Regions from separate parts of the Cricetulus griseus genome. Here region 1 is linked to region 2. The links are chromatin contacts, called in public Hi-C maps. All regions are on one chromosome and are shown on one strand. The core of a region is the stretch at or near the end of the contact, and the rest is flanking DNA. Distances in the headings are between cores, read along the strand shown.

Region 1 (3,915 bases), core at 551-3,050, 750 kb before region 2:
ATGTTTAGGGTGGGTCTTCCTACTTGTTAACTTAATGTAGAAACCCTCATCACAGAAAATGCCCAGAAGTTTGTTTCCATGGTGATTTTCAATCCCATCAAGTTGACAATCAAGATTAACTACAACAGATGGTTACCCTTAAACAATCAGATCATCTAGAATGGCATTCTGGATACCATTTGTGGGCCAGCGAAATAGATTTCTTTCATCCACGATTTTCTACCTTTCCAATCCCTTCTTAGAACTAGGAACATTGACTTAGAATTTCTCCTTTCGCCTTTATATTTTTCTCTTTCTGGAATCTAAAGTAGAGAATACAGAATTCAATTGATTCAACTATATATGACCATGCATGGTTCATTGATTACTATTACATTTATGAAGACTGTGAGTTTGGTCTGTCATCTTCATGTAATTACTGAGTAGTTGGAACTAGGGTGTTTGAAGCTGTGGTGTATACATCCAGCACCATACATTATGATATGATGAAACTCCACTGCTTTGGCCATTCTTAGTCCATGACTTGTAAGAAGCCTTTGTGAATATTCCTCTGCATATGCTCCTCAGCTGAAGACTTTGCTCTATTTCATGGAAAATATTAGGGATGACTGAAAGAATTTCTTCCACCTAGCCACAATATTCTGGCCTTGTTTATTGCTCTCCAGTCTTATACCTAAAGTAGCAAATAATAGGGGCCCCTTTATTACCAAAACTATGAACCACTTCCATTTTTGGCTGTTCCATGTAAAACAAAACAAAAAACAAAAATCCTCAAATTCCCACTAGATGGTGCTGTTAGAATGCAAACAATTTAATTTATCTTTGGTTGTAGTGTTATCTCCATAAAAAAATCTTCATTTTGAAATCCATCTCCGTATGTTATTTTGGCTTGTCAAGCAGGTCTGCTTCCTGCTGAACTAATGGATTGGGATGATGTAGTGTTTATGGTAAGGATTATCCAGTGTTTACCACGAGTGCCCAGAGGACTCTCAACAAAACAGCTAAGAGACATTTTGTCTACTGCTGATACTAGCCCCTTCTTACCTGTCATTTTTGATATCCTTATGCTTCTCTGTGGATATCTAGGGGAGATCACACAGACAGTATTTTTGAGCTGAATGAGAATCCCAGTGTATGGCTTTTCTTCCCGGTCTTGCCTCCTGTGCTGAGTGAGTGGGTTGATGGCCTTAGATTGCTAGTCGTTACCAGTTACCTCATCAGTGATAATTTATCCAGTGGCTTTAAAGTGCAGTTGTGGACCAGAAGCGCCACTTAAGATTTGTTAGAACCACACATTCCCAGGCTTCTCCCAAGATTTAGTGAATTGGAAATTCTGGGGCTGGAACACTGCAACTTGCCTTTTCACCAAGCCTCTAGGAAGATCTGATGGTGCAGAAAACTTAAACATGTCTTAGAGCCTTCCTGGTCCCAAACCTCCCCTATTTTGTCTGGACTGACATCCCGCTAGAAAGCTCTTAAAGAGCAACTTCAAAGATGAACAGGTGGGTGAAGTATTTGAATGCCAGAGTGTCCTCCTTGTTCCATGCAGAGGGCTGCCTCTGCCATTGTGCTCTGGGTGTCACCTCAGAACAGAGCCTCCATTACAGAGGACTCCTTGAGCCTGTGTCTAGTGTGTAAATGAGGAGGAAGCTGTGATTAGTCATTCACATTTCTTTGGGAGGAAGACTGAAATACCCAGAAGTGCAGCCAGATGGCAGCCTGGGTCCTAAACCGTTCCTCCATTACTGAAAGGCAATCTATGTTCACTGTAGTCAAAGAAAGGCAATCCAACAGCGGTAGTCATTTACTGAGTAGGCTGTTTGTCTTTTTGTCTACTGCAGCATGAGTCAGAGCGCACAGAGGGGAAGAGAGAGGGGAACAACCTACTGATAAATGGGTCAGAACACTGCTATGTAAGACTGTGAGCCACTTCTGCTTCCATTTCACTGGATATGGCATGTGGGGATGCTACAAAGGTGAATGAATTCTAGTTAAACACCTAGAGAAGCTGGCTCAGTCAGTCAGTTCAAACAGGTATCTGGGATTATTCTGCCTTCTGTTCTTTGATGAGCAATGGAGCTGCACACAGGAATCACCTGGGGAGTATTGGCATTTTCTGATGCCCAGACTGCTGCAGATGTAGTTCCTGAGCATCAGTATGGGATTTAAATCTTTCCAGGTGACTCCAGTGGCAGACAGCTGTGGTGACCATGTTTCCCACACTCATTGGAATTAAATGCATGGCAATGCTGATGGGAGATGTTCTTCTGTATATATGTCTCTCTTACTGGTTGATGAATAAAACACTGACTGGCCAGTATGCAAGCAGGAAGTATACAGTATACAGGTGGGGCTACCAGAGGAGGAGAATTCTGGGTAGAGGATGCAGAGAGGAGATGCCAGGGAGATGCCATTATAGTTGTTGAGGGAGCAAGAGGCCTGGGCATTCTCTGGTAAGATAAGACCATGTGGAAATACTTAGATTAATAAAAATGGGTTACCTTAACATAAATCCAGCCACACTGAACCTCTTAGAAGAGAAAGTGGGAAATACCCTTGAACAAATTGGTACAGGAGACCGATTTGTGAATATAATGCCAATAGCACAGACACTGAGGTGGAAAATTAATAAATGGGTCCTCCTGAAACTGAGGAGTTTCTGTAAGGCAAAGGACACTGTCAGCAAGAGAAAATGGCAGCCCACAGAATAGGAAAAGATATTCACCAACTCCACATCTAACAGAGGGCTGATCTTCAAAATTTACAAAGAACTCAAGAAGCTAGTCTCCAAAATACCAAATAATTCAATTAAAAAGTGGGGTACAGAGCTAAATAGAGAATTCTCAATAGAGGAATCTAAAATGACTGAAAGACACTTAAGAAAGTGCTCAACATCCTTAGCCATCAGGGAAATGCAAATCAAAACAACTCTGAGATACCATCTTACACCTGTCAGAATGGCTAAAATCAAAAACACCAATGACAGTTTATGCTGGAGAGGATGCTGGTGGGAGTGCCAACTTGTGCAGCCACTTTGGAAATCAGTATGGTGGTTCTTCAGGAAAATGGGAATCAGTCTACCACAAGATCCAGCAATTCCACTCTTAGGCATATACTCAAAAGAAGCACCTTCATACAACAAGGACCTATGTTCAACGATGTTCATAGCAGCTTTATTTGTGATCACCAGAACCTGGAAGCAACCTAGATACCCCTCAACTGAAGAATGGATAGAGAAAATGTGGTACTTTTACACAATGGAGTACTACTCAGAAGAAAAAAAACAATAGAATTTTGAAATTTGCAGGCACTAGAAGAAACCATCCTGAGTGAGGTAACCCAATCACAAAAAGACAAACATGGTATGTATTCACTCATATATGGATTTTAGATGTGGAGCAGGGGATTGCCAGCCTACAATCCCACTGCCAGAGAGTCTGGAAAACAGAAGGACCTTAAGAGAGACATGTATGGTACCCTGAAGAAGTGTAGTGTCACAGGATATCCTGAGCAAATTGGGAGCATGGGGGTAGGCGAGAGGGAGCTGAGAGAAAGAAAAAGGGAGAAGAGGAGGGGAGAGGAGGACATGGGGGAGCAGGAAGGTTGAGTCAGGGGAAGAATAGAGGAGAGCAAGATAAGAGATATCATAATAGAGGGAGACATTATAGGTTTAAAGATAAATCTGGCCCTAGGGAGATTTCCAGAGATCTACAAGGATGACACCAACTGGCAATCTAAGCAATAGTGGAGAGGCTACCTTAAATACTCTTTCTCGATAAGGAGATTGATGACTACCTTATATGCCATCCTAGAGCCTTCATCCAGTTGTTGATGGAAGCAGAGGCAGACACCCACAGCTAAACACTGAACTGAACTGGAACCCTGCTGCAGAGAGGGAGACATGATGAGCAATGG
Region 2 (4,056 bases), core at 143-2,642:
TTATATGGAGGAAAACTAGTGTGTTGGCTCACTTAGTTATTTTTCTTTCTCTTGAACACTGGCTCATCTCACAGAGCTCTGCCATTCTTGCTTCTTCTGTGAACTCATTCTCCCAGCACTTTTGCCCTGGACACTTGTGGGAGAGGAATGCACAAATTCCTTTGAGGTTCCATCACTGGAACACGTTCTCAGGAGCTGCAAACAGGAAGTTTTTGTACTTCTGTCTACTTTGTGCTTGGGGCAAAACTGGTCTCCACTTAAGATTCTGCAAAAAGAAACACAAGAGTAGCGCAACCTTCATGATTCCTCCCTAAAAGTTTTTATGAGGCCACTGCCATAGATCCACCCAGGGCTTCTCTATCCAGAACTGGTGTTTCTCATGCAAGGCAGAGCCTGCTGCCAGAAATGTCAGGTTATAGACCCCCCTCCCCCCCCAATCGCCTCACTCACTACATCTTGAGCGGGACATTTCAAAAATAGTTTGGGATTTCTAAGTTTTCAAAATGTCCAGAGGGCAGTCCCCTTTGGCATCGACACTGCAGGATGGGTGCCAGAGATTAGCTCAGGTTGGTCCCCTGGTCGCAAAATCCCCTCCACCTCCCTCAGAGACCTGGACTTCTTCACCTTGCCACTTCCTTTAGCTCACAGAGGGGCCAGCAGCGGCTTCCCTTTGCCCCAGTGCTTGGCCTCCTCAATCACACCATTCATTTCGTGCCTCTCGGGGCATCTGGGAAGCCTCAGCCACGCGCCCGGGCGGTTGCTCAGGTACGGGATCCCCTGGCAACCCCGGGGCCACTAGCCTCAGGGGCGGGTTGTCCAATGGGCAGCGTTGCCCCGGAGGCGGGCCCAGGCCGGAAGCCACCCGCGGCCCCGCGAGACCGCGCCCCCGCCTCCTCCCTCTCTTCCAGTACAAGCTCGGCGGCCAAGGGCGCAGGGGCCAGCCCGCCGGTCCCCGTCGCGCTCTTTGTCCCGGCCGCGCGCGGGCGGACTCGTGCGCATCTTACCCCCCCTCCTCATCCAACCCTACCCCCGTCGGTGGAAAGGAGGCGCGGCGGGGACGCGCGCGCGGGGGCGCGCAGGAGCAGCTCGCTCCCCGTCCGCCAGGCGAGCGGCGAGCACGCGCGGCCGCCGCGCCCGCCCCTCCCCCCTCCCTCCGCTCGCTCGCTCTCTCTCTTCGGAACTTGCTGACTGCGCGGCCGGGAGGAGCCGAGCCGAGCCGAGCCTAGCCGGGCGGCGGGAGGCTGAGCGCGCGGGGGGCTCCCGCGTCCCTGCCTCGGCCGGCGGAGCGCCCACCCCACCGTGGCTCCCGGAGCGCGGGGCGGCGCCACCCTCCGGCCGCAGCGCGGCACTGCACGGCCGCCTGCGACTTTCGATGTTCCACACTCCCGGGCCGGAGCCTCGGCGGCGGCTTTTTTTCCGCCCCCCCCGTTCCCCCCCCAGCTGCCTCCATTTCCTCAAGGAAGGCTCCTCGGCGCTCTCCCTCCCCCACAGCGTAGCGGCGCACGAGCGGGCCGGGGCGGCGGCCGAGGTAAGGCGGCGGGGCCGGGGCCCGCGTGGGGGGCGGCGGGGGCGGGGGCGGCAGCTTTGTTCGCGCCGGGCGCCGCGCTCCTCAGTCAGCCGCGCTCGTCAGTCAGCGGCGCGGGCGGCGGGTCCCGCATCCCCCGGCGGGCGGGGCGGCGGGCGCAGTGGCGCGGTCCCCTGCGCGGCCCTCCCCACAAAGGACCGCGGAGCTGCGTGGCCCGGCGCTCGCCCCGGGGCGGGCCGCGCCAATTTGTTGCACTTCTGGGGGTGGGGGGTGGGGGAGGGCTTTTGTTTGTTTGTTTGTTTTGCCCTCGGGCTTTTGGCCGCTTTGCGGAATTTTTTTTTTTTTTTTTTGACAAAATGTCGGTCGGTGAGGGAGGAATTGAGCGGGGGACGTCGGTGGCACCGGGAGCTTTGCAGAAGGTGCAGTTCGGATCCTGCCCTTCCCCGGGTGGCAGCTCCGGCTTGGCCGGGTGAATCCTCGCCGCTGGCCGTGGGGAAGGCGGTGGGGCGGCTGCCAGTTGATTTTTTTTTTTTTTTTTTTTTTTTTTTTTTTTTAATTTTGAGTGCTGTGTTCAAAGGCTTTCGGTGCGCACGGGAGGACCCGCCACCGTAAATAAGCATATGGGCGACTAACAGGGTATGTTTCCCTCTGGGAAGGAGGATTTGGTAGCTCAGACCGGTGTCAGCCTGTAAATATTTAGACGATATTAGTGACTTTTGAACATTCTCCGAGAGATCTGTTATTTACAGTTGTCATATGTTATTAATGCCCGTTGCCCAAGTTCCTTGGCAAATCTGTTTCATGCCTTCTGAGAAAGTAGACAATTGATAGATTGTCTTAAGGGATGGGGGAAAAATGTGAGTGGGTTTTCTAACTTGAGTTTGGTAAATCCCTCAGCGACTGCCTTATAAGACACATCGGCCTCCCTGTAACCTTGCTATACCTTAAGTATGGGGGCAGTCGAATCTTTTTCAATAAAAGACTAATAGAGAGAAGAACATGCTGCTGTTTATTATTATTATTATTATTATTATTATTATTATTATTATTATTTTAAGATTTAACATTTCTTGACGGTCCCTTCTCTCCTTAGAAGTTTTCCCAGAGATAACTTCACCAAGATGTCCAGTGATAGGCAAAGGTCGGATGATGAGAGTCCCAGCACCAGCAGTGGCAGTTCAGATGCTGACCAGCGAGACCCTGCAGCTCCAGAGCCAGAGGAACAGGAAGAGAGAAAACCTTCTGCCACCCAGCAGAAGAAAAACACCAAACTTTCTAGCAAAACGACTGCTAAGTTATCCACTAGTGCTAAAAGGTAATGTCTCCAAGGCAGGACTCACATTGTCAGGTTGCCTTCTGTCCCATAGGGTGGTTTTGTTGGTTTAACAACAGTGGCAATAGTTCAGAAATACTTCTCCATCAAATGTGTTTGAACTTGGATGAGCTGTCATTCTGTATGTGGTATATAAGCAGCCTTCCTACAGCTATTGACTTTAAAGCAAGGCTACTTTGTTCTGTACTGTGGTAACTTGAGGAGCTGTCTCAAATGGAGCTGAGGGTGATCCTGACAGATGAAGAGGGTAGCAAGGAAAATTTGGTGAACCCCCAATTAGATGGTACGTTGGAGAGGTTTCCTCTTGTGAGTCATGCTTGAGTGAAACTGACAATTCTAGAGAGCAGCAGTGCCTCTCTCCATAAAACTGAATGGTCAGAAATGGCAATATTTACTAGAAAATTGTTAAATACCAGGCTTGGCTATATTGGGAAGCAGGTCTTACCGAGTGCCTTAAATTGGTCCACAGTGTGTAGGACAAGACTTGAAATCTTGCAGCACAAGTGTGACTGGGTAAATTATTGTTATCCCTCCTGGTGATGGCAGATGAAACTGAAAAGTAGCCAATTACAGTTTTAGATGTTATTCGGTGTCGTGGTTGTCCTCCTTCTTCACTCTAAAACTTGTAGATATGTTTGACAGGCTAACTCAAAAGCAGGGGAAACATAACCAAGCCAGAGTTAAAGATCCCTTGTTTTCTGTTGATTTTCATATTCTGGGATGACAGATATGATCCTGCCATTGGGACTCTGAGTGATAGTCATATTGGGATACCTAGAGAAACTAGCAGTTAAAATGTGCTCACAGCATTACCCAGCACAGGTGTTTTTTTGTTGTTGTTTTTAATTGGTCATAAATGAAGGAAGAAAAATGTAAAAGCTGATGGAATGTTGCATTCTTCTTGTGAGCCAAACTCTTGGTATGGATTTTAACCACCAATCAAATGCTAACAGCTTTAGAATATTTTATTGACGAGGAACAGTGTTTGAAATAATCTAAATTGCCCGATTCATTGTAATCTTGTGGAGGAACGTATTAAATATGTCTCAAGTTTTGAAAACATCCTAAATTTGAAGAAAACCAGAGTTGCCTTTGCCTGTAACTTGAGCTTATATATTTGTCTTCTTCCCTGCTGCAAATTTATAGAACTTTAAAGGTATATCTAAAAATCAGAGGCAAACAGTTACAGTCAATGTGA

What was found. A called contact is a pair of places that touch in the nucleus more often than the background predicts.
Region 1: a contact with region 2 is called in a Hi-C map of the CHO-K1 cell line, with 6 times the contacts expected there. The contact joins the enhancer-like site here to the promoter of Ube2e3 in region 2. A contact is called at or near these places in 2 of 8 Hi-C or Micro-C datasets (the CHO-K1 cell line and fibroblasts).

What each region holds. Positions count from the first base shown.
Region 1 is chr6:97,040,301-97,044,215 of CriGri-PICRH-1.0, reverse strand. No RefSeq gene overlaps it. Among named protein-coding and RNA genes, the nearest start is that of Cwc22, 95 kb to the left of the region's middle. Within about 2 kb of position 1,800, at least 2 of the 6 cell types and tissues checked have open chromatin away from gene starts, as enhancers often do. A contact at or near this core is called in the CHO-K1 cell line, where this site is marked.
Region 2 is chr6:96,288,982-96,293,037 of CriGri-PICRH-1.0, reverse strand. It overlaps Ube2e3 (ubiquitin-conjugating enzyme E2 E3), which reads left to right and starts at 1,392. Exons shown (of 6, transcript XM_027420086.2): 1 at 1,392-1,528; 2 at 2,619-2,840. The coding sequence starts at 2,647.